Linked DNA regions of Rattus norvegicus: region 2 is linked to region 1. Evidence: chromatin contacts called from public Hi-C data. All regions are on one chromosome and are shown on one strand. Each heading gives the region's core, a stretch centred on a gene start, on an enhancer-like site or on the middle of the called end of the contact. The rest is flanking DNA. Distances are from core to core; before and after follow the strand shown.

Evidence for each region. Hi-C and Micro-C count contacts between places; a contact is called where the count stands out from the background.
Region 2: a Hi-C map of the A7r5 cell line shows a contact between it and region 1, with 1.7 times the contacts expected there. The contact joins two enhancer-like sites. A contact is called at or near these places in 2 of 12 Hi-C or Micro-C datasets (the A7r5 cell line and Schwann cells).

What each region holds. Positions count from the first base shown.
Region 1 is chr11:82,550,008-82,555,346 of GRCr8, reverse strand. The region is part of intron 4 of Dlg1 (discs large MAGUK scaffold protein 1); the gene reads left to right. Among named protein-coding and RNA genes, the nearest start is that of Dlg1, 55 kb to the left of the region's middle. Within about 2 kb of position 3,041, at least 8 of the 93 cell types and tissues checked have an H3K27ac peak or open chromatin away from gene starts, as enhancers often do. A contact at or near this core is called in the A7r5 cell line, where this site is marked.
Region 2 is chr11:82,676,785-82,682,123 of GRCr8, reverse strand. No RefSeq gene overlaps it. Among named protein-coding and RNA genes, the nearest start is that of Dlg1, 72 kb to the right of the region's middle. Within about 2 kb of position 2,898, at least 70 of the 93 cell types and tissues checked have an H3K27ac peak or open chromatin away from gene starts, as enhancers often do. A contact at or near this core is called in the A7r5 cell line, where this site is marked.

The DNA.
Region 1 (5,339 bases), core at 1,792-4,291:
GACATAAGATTGACCTCTGACTTTCACATATATTTGTACACACAAGAACATGCACACACACATACACATTTGATTATACATACTCCCAGCTGCAAAAATGCCCCGAAACCAGGAAGCTAGTTCTTTCATAATTTTAGAAAGTGATAGGCTAACTCAATTCCTTCTGTCAGTAATAATCATTAGAAGTGCTTTAGGATGGTTATTAGCCAAACATATTTTTGTATTAAATTAGAATTTATGTGCTATATTTATATAACGTTCCCTCTTCACCCATGTATCCCACTCCACAAATTCATGGTCCCTTTTTTAATTATTTTATTTGTGTGTGTGTGTGTGTGTGTGTGTGTGTGTGTGTGTGTGTGTGTGTGTGTGTGTTTGTGTTTGTGTTTGTGTTTGTGTTTATAAAACTGCTGGGCCCATTTAGTGTTGTTCATACTGTGTTTTTAGAGCTGACAACTTGCTATTGGATAGCCATTTAGGGTCTTATCCCTTGAAAAGACTAGTTCTCATTCTATCACAACTCATTAATTGCCAGTGGTTCTTCATCTAGGGCTGAGACCTTATGAAATTTCCCTCATCCATCCATGTTGGGATGTCAGCTGGTGTTGTGGGTATTCAGGTCTTTTTAGGCAGTCATGTTGAGATTTAAATGACTCCCATAGTCTGTCTCCCTCTCTTTTGAATGTTCCTGTGCTTTTAATGTCAGGATCAAGAACTTGTCATTTTGTTCTTTCTCTTTTCTCCACCTCCTCCTCCTTTTCCTCTTCTTCCTCCTCTTCTTCCTCCTCTTCCTCTCCTCCTCCTCCTCTTCCTCCTCCTCCTCTTCCTCCTTTTCCTCTTCCTCCTCCTCTTCCTCTTCCTCTTCTTCCTCCCCTTCCTCCTCACCTCCTCATCATTGTATGTGTACATGTTGCAAGTTGAATGAATGCCAAGGTCACAGACAAGTTTAGCAGTCAATTATTTTGCTACCATGAGATCCATGGATCTGGGGAAATTTTATTTCTCTATGGTATTTGTGTATAACAATCAGTTTAGTGACATTTGTCCTAATTACTGACTTTTCAGGACTAGGGATCAGGCCCAGGGCCTCATACATGCTAAGCAAGTGCTCCGTCCTTGAGCCACACTCCCAGCAGACCCTGAATTTGTGTTTGTGTATTCAAAATGTTTTATCTCATTGAACTTTTTTATTGTTCACCATTAAATTTATTATTCTGCTTAGTTATGCCATATAATTGATTTTTGTTGTTCTTGCTTGAATAATCTAGAGAGAAGAAAACAAGTGACTAAGGTATTTTCATTAAAGCTCTATTTTAAACCACACAAGCTGTTTAGTAGTATAATAAGAGAGTATTATATGCAAGAATCTTAGAGCTTATTTCTTACAAAATGTGCATTTTCTTGCAATATTTTGCTCTTGCCCTAAATTTGCAGCATGCATTTGAACACAGCAGCTCTTACTATTGCACCTCCCCTATGGAGGACTGTAGCGGGTGGAGCATGTGGTGGCTCCCATGCTTGATTAAACTTAATCTAAGGACCTTGCCAAAGACATGCTGCAATCTGGGAATTTGATTGTAATTTATTGAAGTAGCCTTTTTTACATTAACGAAAAGCCATCTTTTGGGATCTTAATCACAATGATAGCATGCAGATCTGATCTATGAGGTGGAGGTGGAAACAACTGAAGAATGTAACATGTAAAACAAATCTTTTGGAGAGATTGCTTTGGTTTATATGTTCAAGGCATGTTGGCAGCATTGGCCCAGAACTTGTTCTAGAATTTCAGTCTGAGTTGATTGAAGTGCTTAGCATCAGGCAGTGTAGAGTAACACACACTAGCAGTGCACTGCCCGTAATGTTTGCACAAACAGAAGGTGAGTTTGCACACTACTTTGTAAAGATAAATAATTATAATTCAGGTAAGATGACTAAGTGACTTTAATTTGTGTCAGGAAATTCTTTGCCACTTTGTGTGTTTGACGCTAGAGTTGTTCTGAGCACAGACAAGATATAAGAAAAGTCTGCTGTTTATTTTATTTAGATTAATTATTATATTGTGGGCTGGAGAGATGATTCTGTGGTTAAGAGACCTGCTCTTCCAGAGGTCCAAGGTCAATTCCCAGCACCCACATGACAGTTCACAAGCATCTCTATAACTCTAGTCCCAGGGGACACAGCATCATCTAATAGACTGTGGGCACCAAGCATATGGGGTGCACAGACATACATGCTGAGAGAACACTCATACTCACAAAACAAACAAACAAATAAATTAATATTAAAGAAAGATTAACTTTTATTTTTATTTATGTATATGCCATATGTGTAGCTGCCTTCAGAGGCCAAAAGACCGCATTAAGTCCCCTGGAGCTGAAGTTGCAGGTGCTTGTGAGTCTCCCTGTGTATTTGCTGGGAAATAAATGTGGCCGTACAGAGCAGCAAATATTTTCAACAGCCGAGCCAACTCTCTAGCCCCAAGCTCTCGTTTTCATGAGAGCTTTGTGTGACATGCCATTATTCTCTGTTGATACAGGATTATTCGCTTCATGTTTATGTTCTCCTCCTGTGGAAAATTAAATACATAGGAAACTCTTACTTATATATGGGTCTGGGAATATCTTCTGATAACATTTTGATACACTCAGTGGCTGTTGGTTTAGTATTTAAACTAATATTATAGGCTTTTTAAAGTTCAGAATCAAGTTAATCTTGTTACATAGAGGGAAAAAAGCTTGCATCTAAAACAACGAAGGCATGCTCCTTTTCCATCTGTAAATCAGTGTTATGTTACTTTAGTCATGGTTCAAACTTTGGCCATAAAAAAAAAATCTTTACATAGAACAACATTCTCAACCTGTAGGTCACAATCCCCCGAGGGTACAATGACCCTTTCACAAGGGTTCCCTAAGACCACTGGGAAAAAATGTAGATATTTACGTTATGACTCATAACTGCAAAATTACAGTTATGAAGTAGCAACGAAAATAATTCTGTGGTTGGGGGGGTCAGAAAAACATGAGGAACTGTATTAAAGGGTCACAGCATCAGGAAGGGTAAGAAACACTGAGATAGAGCATTATTAAACGGCATAAGGAAGTGATGTGTTGGGGTTGGGCAGACGGCTCAGCAGCTAAGAGCACTTGTTCTTGTAGAAAGCAACTGGGTTTGGTTCCAGTACCTACATGATGTCCTCCTCTGTAACTCCAGTTCCAAAGGATCTGACCCTCTCCTAACCTTCACACATGCTAGGGACAAAAGAGGCACAAATACAAACATGAGCTCAAAACACTTGTACTCATAAAAAAATTAAAGTGATGTATTTACATAAATCTGCAATTAAAAATGTTATGTGATTTAAAACCAGTTGAAAACAGGAAGAGCTTTCTAACATATTTCTGGATATAATATAAATACAAAGAGATAAATATAAAGAAATACTTAATTTCTTAACTTGTATATGTTGATCTAGTATATGTGTTAATCTACATGTCATGGTGAGAGGACAGTTTGCAGGAGTCAGTTCTCCTATTTTGTGAGTTTTAGGGTCTCAGGTCACCAGGTTCTGAGCAATCTTGCTTACCCCAGAAATAATTTTAAATAATTTTTCTTTAGTTTTTGAAGAACTGTGAAGCTTTCCAGTTTATGATATGAGTATATCTTAAATTGGTAGTAGAAATGGCTAATAAGGAAGCGTTTTATTAATGTGTTTGTTTTGGTTGGGCGTTTAATTGTGAGCCAGCAGAAAGTCCCTTTGTTGGCTTGGAGCACTCAGGCTACATTTATGTTTCTCTGGGTTTTAGGCTTTTCTTCAAGTGTTGTGTACAATGGGATGTTTGTAGGGGGGTTGTTAATTATTGAAAGTATTGTTTTTCAATGTAAAAAGTTAATCAGTAGAAATAGTTCCTTCTTAAAATTTAAGCTGATTATATGTTGTGGGTTGTATAAAGTGTCTCTACAAGGCTGTCCTCGTCAGATGGATCATTCTAAGCGGTTTAGAAGAGGAATTCCACAGTTAGTCCATTATTCTCTGTGAGTGCTGAATCCCTCTTCAAAACCTCATCACTTTTATCCATTCTGTGGTAGGCACAGAATGCCATTTAGGATTCTTGGTGGCCCTCTAGCGGGAAAGTGAAGAAAATATTGTATTAAAAATGTCTTATGGGCATGTATAATAAAGACACTTTGAAAGGGCATCTGAGTTATACTTGAATAATAAAAAATACTTCAATAATGTTGGAAGTGAAAAAGAATGTAGGTTGACTAGTATCATCACGTGAGAGGCTTAACTTTATCGTTAGCATTTTTAAAGACTGCTTTCCCAGAGTGTTGGAATAGTAAACTATATGTTGACAAGAGACTATATACAGACTACAAATACACGAATTACATTTTTCACTGATGTGTTCGTATAAGTTCAGAACTTATTATTTAAAGCTTTGTGGTAAAAGAAATTCAGGTAAAATGTTAAGTGTACAAGCACCCTACTTTTTAGAGGTGAATAGTCCTATAAATTTTGCTGACCAGAGACAGCCTGAAAGAATAATAGAAAGTAAATCTTTTCTCCCAGCATATAAGTATAATACTTAAACTGTAATGTACTTTTAAAATTCCACTTTATTTTTCCCAAATGGTTTTTCTTCTGCCCTTTCTTTGGAAGCTAGTTCCTTACATGGGCTTTGGTAGAGGCCGTGGCGCGCAGTGGCGGGAGCAGCAGCTCTAAATCACAGTGGGGTGTTTGGTTGTTCCAGGCTTCCTGAGATCAATTCCTGCCCACCCTGCTCGTACAGTAATGTAGTTTGACATAGAGCTTGGGAAGCACAGAACTGTCCAATCAGTTGTCCCTGACAGCATCAGCCTCCACTGTGTACAAAATGACCAGTTTCATCTTTGGTCATGTACCATGCACCGCTCATGCCTCTAATTGGCTTGAGTGCCTGCCCTGATTTCCCTCAGTGATGGACTGTGGTGTGGAGGTGTAACCAAATTCCTCCTACACCAAAGCTGGTTTAGGTCAGTTTTCTCATAGCAGCTAAAAGCAGACTAGGCAGACATCACAGCTTAAGATTCCCTTAGGAAGTTAGCTGTGTGAGTACTTCACAATCATACAGCAAGTTTTCTGGAGTATATTCTTAATAACAAAAATACTTTAAAAGGTATCTTTATATTTCAGCTGTAACCATGGTGCTTAGTTATGGTTATAAATGGATTAGTAGGTATTTTATACATATTAATAGTATAGCTTTGCAGTAAATATGTGATTTTCAAAAACCATTCATGGCACTGGAGAGATGGCTCAGTGGGTAAAGCACCTGCTGTGCAAGCAGAAGGACTGGAGT
Region 2 (5,339 bases), core at 1,649-4,148, 130 kb before region 1:
AGTGTGGTCTTAACTGCAGCGAAGCCCCTAGAATAGCCAGAACCAGGGAGGGTGTTAACTATTCCAGAGCGGAGTGACCTAGGAAGCACATCCAGAGAAAAGACTCAGAAATGTTAGGAGAACTCAGAACTAGGGAGAGAGAATCCACAAAATTTGAAACTCCAGAGCCTGGAAAAGACCCAGAGGTACAGGACCCCTCCACCTACGTGTCTGGGAGTGATATCAGCAGGCATACTGAAGCCAACAAGGTCTTGTCTAGTCCATGTCCACGCGGAACTACGTGTGAAAAGGAGAAATCTCACAAAGTAATACATGGTATGATTTCATCTGAATAGGAGTAAGTACTCTGCGAAAAGGCTTCCCAGAGGAGGCGGCACTGAACTGACCTTGAAGGAGGAGAGCAAACCCTAAGGACAGACCGAAATAGCAACTCCATGGAGACCTGATGGTTATCAGGGCTCGTTAACCGCTAGAAGGTACGTCTCTCTGAGAATGACTTTGTTGCAGATCCACACAAAATTTTTTTTTGCCACAGCAGCAAAAATGAACTCTCAGAGCTACCAGGCCTCTGTGTTGTGCCTTTTATCACCCTGAGGCCGAGCTATCTTAGGTATCTTCTTCTCCACGGTGAACATGGCCATCTCTGCCTTGAATCAGGGCACCTGTAATTATCCACAGGAGGCCCTCGTGACATCTGGCCTATTATCATTCCGTCCTGGGATCCTCACCAGGCCCTGCCTCTCCCGGTAAACAGTAGGTCTTGGGTGATGTTCGCTTCTAGGTTTTTCATGCTCTGGGTGGGACGGTTGAGTGATGTGGCTACCCTCGAGTCCCTCATGATCCTGTAAATAACCCCAACAAATCCCTCAGCTCACCAAGCTGGTCTTCGGTGAAATCTTTGGTTTGTTGGGACCCTTTCTATCTGAGGTTAAAAGATATGCTAGATGGTTCTTTATGTCTTCCCAGAGAAAGTCTCTCCGTAGTAGGTATTAACATCTGTGGGACACGTATGTGAATGAGGACATGGGCAGTTTGCTGCCTGTGCTGCCCTGGTCCTGTCCTTCCCTGAAGAAGAGCACGCAGGCATGTGGCAATGGTTTGATGTGGGTGCCTGCAGAAGGCCCCTGTGGTTTTGAATGCTATTGACCATACGATGCTCATTAAGGCTGAGGTCACAGGTGCCCCACAACCCCCCAGAGGCAAGTTAAAGTTGCTCTCCTCTGAGGCTACAGGTCCTTAAAACCTGAGGTGTACCACTGTTCAAAGGAGCCTCTTAATCCAGTCCATCTTTTCCTTAAACGTTCTGATGAGCCTGCAGAGCAAGCATCTGGTTACCTTCCCCCTTGCCTTACAATGTACCTCACCTTCAGCTTTGTGGTGTAGGAAGGGATCTCACTTCCTAGAAGGAAAAAATAAATAAAAATCGCAAGGCCCCTGCGGTTGGGAAGGCCGGACCTGGAAATTGAGGACTCATTCGGCCCCACCTCCTTAAAGATTTATTTATTATATATGCGTACATTGTAGCTGTCTTCAGACACACCAGAAGAGGGCATCAGATCTCATTACAGATGGTTGCGAGCCACCATGTGGTTGCTGGGATTCGAACTCAGGACCTCTGGAAAGGTCCCTCTGGAAAGGGGCAAGGGCAGTCAGTGCTCTTAACCTCTGAGCCATCTCTCCAGCCCCCCCCCCACCTCCTTATCTTATGGACTAGAAAATGAAGGGGTGTGTCCTGGCCGGCTGGCTCCTCTTAAGACGCTCACTCCCAGGCATCTGGCTGCTTCCTTCCCCAGCAAAGCCAGCTCCTCTCAAACCTCTTACTCCTGGCCAAATGCCAAGAGCTTCTAAGCCCTGTGACAGCATAGCATAGGAGCAGGGTGCCCGTGGTTTTCCTGTGTACAAAAGCATTCAAGAGATCAAAGCACTCGCAGCTTGATGATGCTCCTAAATGCAAATTCAAATTGCTGAGTTAAACAGCCAGCAATTTTTTTTTTTTTCTGGAGGCTTTCCGGAACAATTACTCAAGCAGGAATTCAACTGTGTTTGCCTTTGGCTCCCTCTCAGCCTTTTCCACTGCCTGAAAGGGGAGGGGGAGGGAGTGGCTCAACAAAGAAAATCTTAAGAGATTATTGCTAATTACAGATTTTTACCTACCCCGTGTTCCTTCGATTCTCCAGTTAATTAAATCAAGACCAGGTGTCTGCCAGATGGGTTAGCTGCTGGCTATTGTAAGAGATTACTAGAACCCAGCAAATGAGGTAGGGCTGATGCGCTTGTTTCAGGATGGCTGCTGCTGTCTGCCATCTTTGCTGTTTCAGCAGAAATTGGAAGAGAGAGAAAGGACTCTATTTTGTCAGGATCTTAGCCAGAGCTGAGAGAGCAGGCAGGTCCCCTGTACCAGCCTTCTGGTCTGAAAGAAGTCAGATCTCCAGTTACCATGATGGGGATGTGTAACTTAGGACTAGAAGTCTGAAGGACCTCGGGTAGCAATCAGGGGCCAGTGTCCTTCTGCTCTTCTCTGGTTGACTCTCTCCCCTGTCCCCACCACCATTTAAGAAGAGAAAAATAAAAAGACAAAAGCAGAACCAGACCCTAAAAGTTCTAGGGACACAGTGCAGTGGCCTTTCTCCAACGACTCCCATCTCAGCCCTGCTATGGAGTAGAGATGTCCAGTCCCATTGCCAAGTGCAGGCAGGAGCACCCAGGATCCTGGCTGAGGCCAGTATGAAGGAAGGAGGGGCTGGGGGACCAGGCAGAAGGAAACAAAGGTCAGTTATTATTCACAAAAGACCCATTTGTTCTAGCGTGTGAAACTGAACTTCTGTACAGCACTGGGCCATTCACAGAAGCCCCAAGCTCACACCCACCAACTACTCAGTTCCCGATGCTCCCTAGAGTCTGCCTTCCATCTCGAAGCTTCTGAGTCACCAGCACCGAGCCTGTCTCTGGGTGAGACGGGTGATGAGCAGCCGGGAGCGAGGCCCCAGAGCTGGAAGCCCCGTTTGCAAGCAGGCACACACTCTTTCTTTGTAACTGAAACGGAGCGACAGAGCATGAACACACATGGGTTTGTGTAACTTGAATTCCTCTCTGAAGAACCAGATCCACCTCACCTCCCCCACCGTGAATGCAACCAAAGTGTCCTGGCCTTGGAGAGCTGGGAAGAATGACTCAGCTATATTTGGCAGCTGATAGTCATGGCATGCTACTCTCTGGGGGAACAGAAACACGCTATAGGTAACAATTTGGTCTGTTCAATTAAAAACGAAAAGCAAACAAAACCACAACAACAAAACAAAATCAACTTTGCTTTCTCAAATCCATTCATTTCCCCGAGATCTCTTGGTCTTGTAACTTTGTTACAGTCTTTGGGCCCAGGTTTACCTCTTCAGATTGGGTCAAGGAAGGGGAGTGCAGCGGGCAGCAAGATTCGTGAGGTTCAACAGGTAAACACTCATGTGTTGTATGTCTGAGAGTCCTATTCCTCCATTGTTCTTGCCCTGAGACAATGCCCTGGGGACATTCTCTGTTCCCAAAGAAAGTTATTTTCTTCCTGGGTTCATATACCAGAGGAACATTTTTAAAATACACCAACATCAGGGGGTGGGGAGGTAATTAGTAAAATGTTGCTACAAAAGCATGAAGCTCTGAGTTTGATCCAACACATACCTAAAAAGTCAGGTGGGGTGGTGTGCTTGTAATCCCAGGGCAGCAGAGGAAACAGCCTAGCCTAACTGTGGAGTCCCAGACCAGTGAGAGATTCTCCCTCAAAAACAGCGATGGGTCCTGAGGAACAACCCTGGAGGTTGACCTCTGACCTTCACATGCATGTGAGCTTGTGTGCACACCAAGAACACACATACATGTGCACACACACACACACACACACACACACAGACAAATATTGCAAAGAGAGGCTGGAGTATGGGCATGGGAAACTCATCTACAGGCGAGCCTTCTGTGCAGTCACAGCTAAGAATTGCTGGCCTGGAGGAGGCTTGCCCTGGCCCAGGGGAAGTGGATGTCTGGCTCAGCTGCCTCTGACATGGCCCCTCCAAGATTTCTTCTGGGTCCTACAAGTCTCTGAGCTATGGCAGCTCTTCCAAGCAGCCTTAGCCACACTCCAGGCTCCCTGGGTGGATTTTCAACAGAATTCCTTATCAACTCCCAGGGGCGTACAGACACAGTCCCTGCTATGGCACTGACACTCCTAAGTTGGTGTAGGGAATCTGAGTGGTCAGACCCTGAAACTGAACAAGGCACGCAAGAATCCTGACCTGTGGAACACATTCTCCCACCCAACTGAAGGGAAGAGGAAGGTTTGTGCCTCTGTAAGCTGACCCTTCTCTTCTCTCTACTGCTTCTCCTGGGGTGAGGAGAAACAAAACAAGGGATGCCTCATGCTCACCCTCTTACTGCCCTGCTGGCTTTTGAGCTTGTCACTTTGGGGACTCGCAAAACTCTAATTTGACAGTGAGATCTGAGCAATGGCAACTACGAATCCTTCCCCCCAAAATGTTGAACTTCCTTCTGCACACACACACATACACACACACACACACACGTTTGCACAAGCACCTACACACACACAGACAGACAGACACACACACACCACATCACACACACACAGAGGTATGTATACACACACACAGAGGTAGTATACACACACACATTTGCACAAGCACCTACACAGACAGTTAGTCAGACAGACAGACAGACACAGACACCACATCACACACACACAGAGGTATGTATACACACACACACACACGTTCTCGAAAGCACCTACACGTACAGTCAGTCAGACAGACAGACACACATGTTCTCGAAAGCACCTACACACAGTCAGTCAGACAGATAGACAGACAGATAGATAGACACACATACACATTCACACAAGCACCTACACACACACACAAACATTCTCACAAGCACCTACACACACACAAACATTCTCACAAGCACCTACACACACACAGTCAGTCAGACAGATACACACACACACACATTCACATAAGCACCTACACACACACACACACACACACACCTCTACACACATATATACATACATACATATAGACAGACACACACACATACCCCTACACACATACATACATACAGACACACACACATACATACATATAGACACACACACACCCCTACACGCATACATACAGACAGACAGACAGACACACATACCTACACACCACACACACACATACATACATACATACATACATACATACAGACACACACACATACATACAGACACACACACACATACACACACACACACGCACACACACAGCTTCTCACGTGCATCTCACCTACGGTGAACA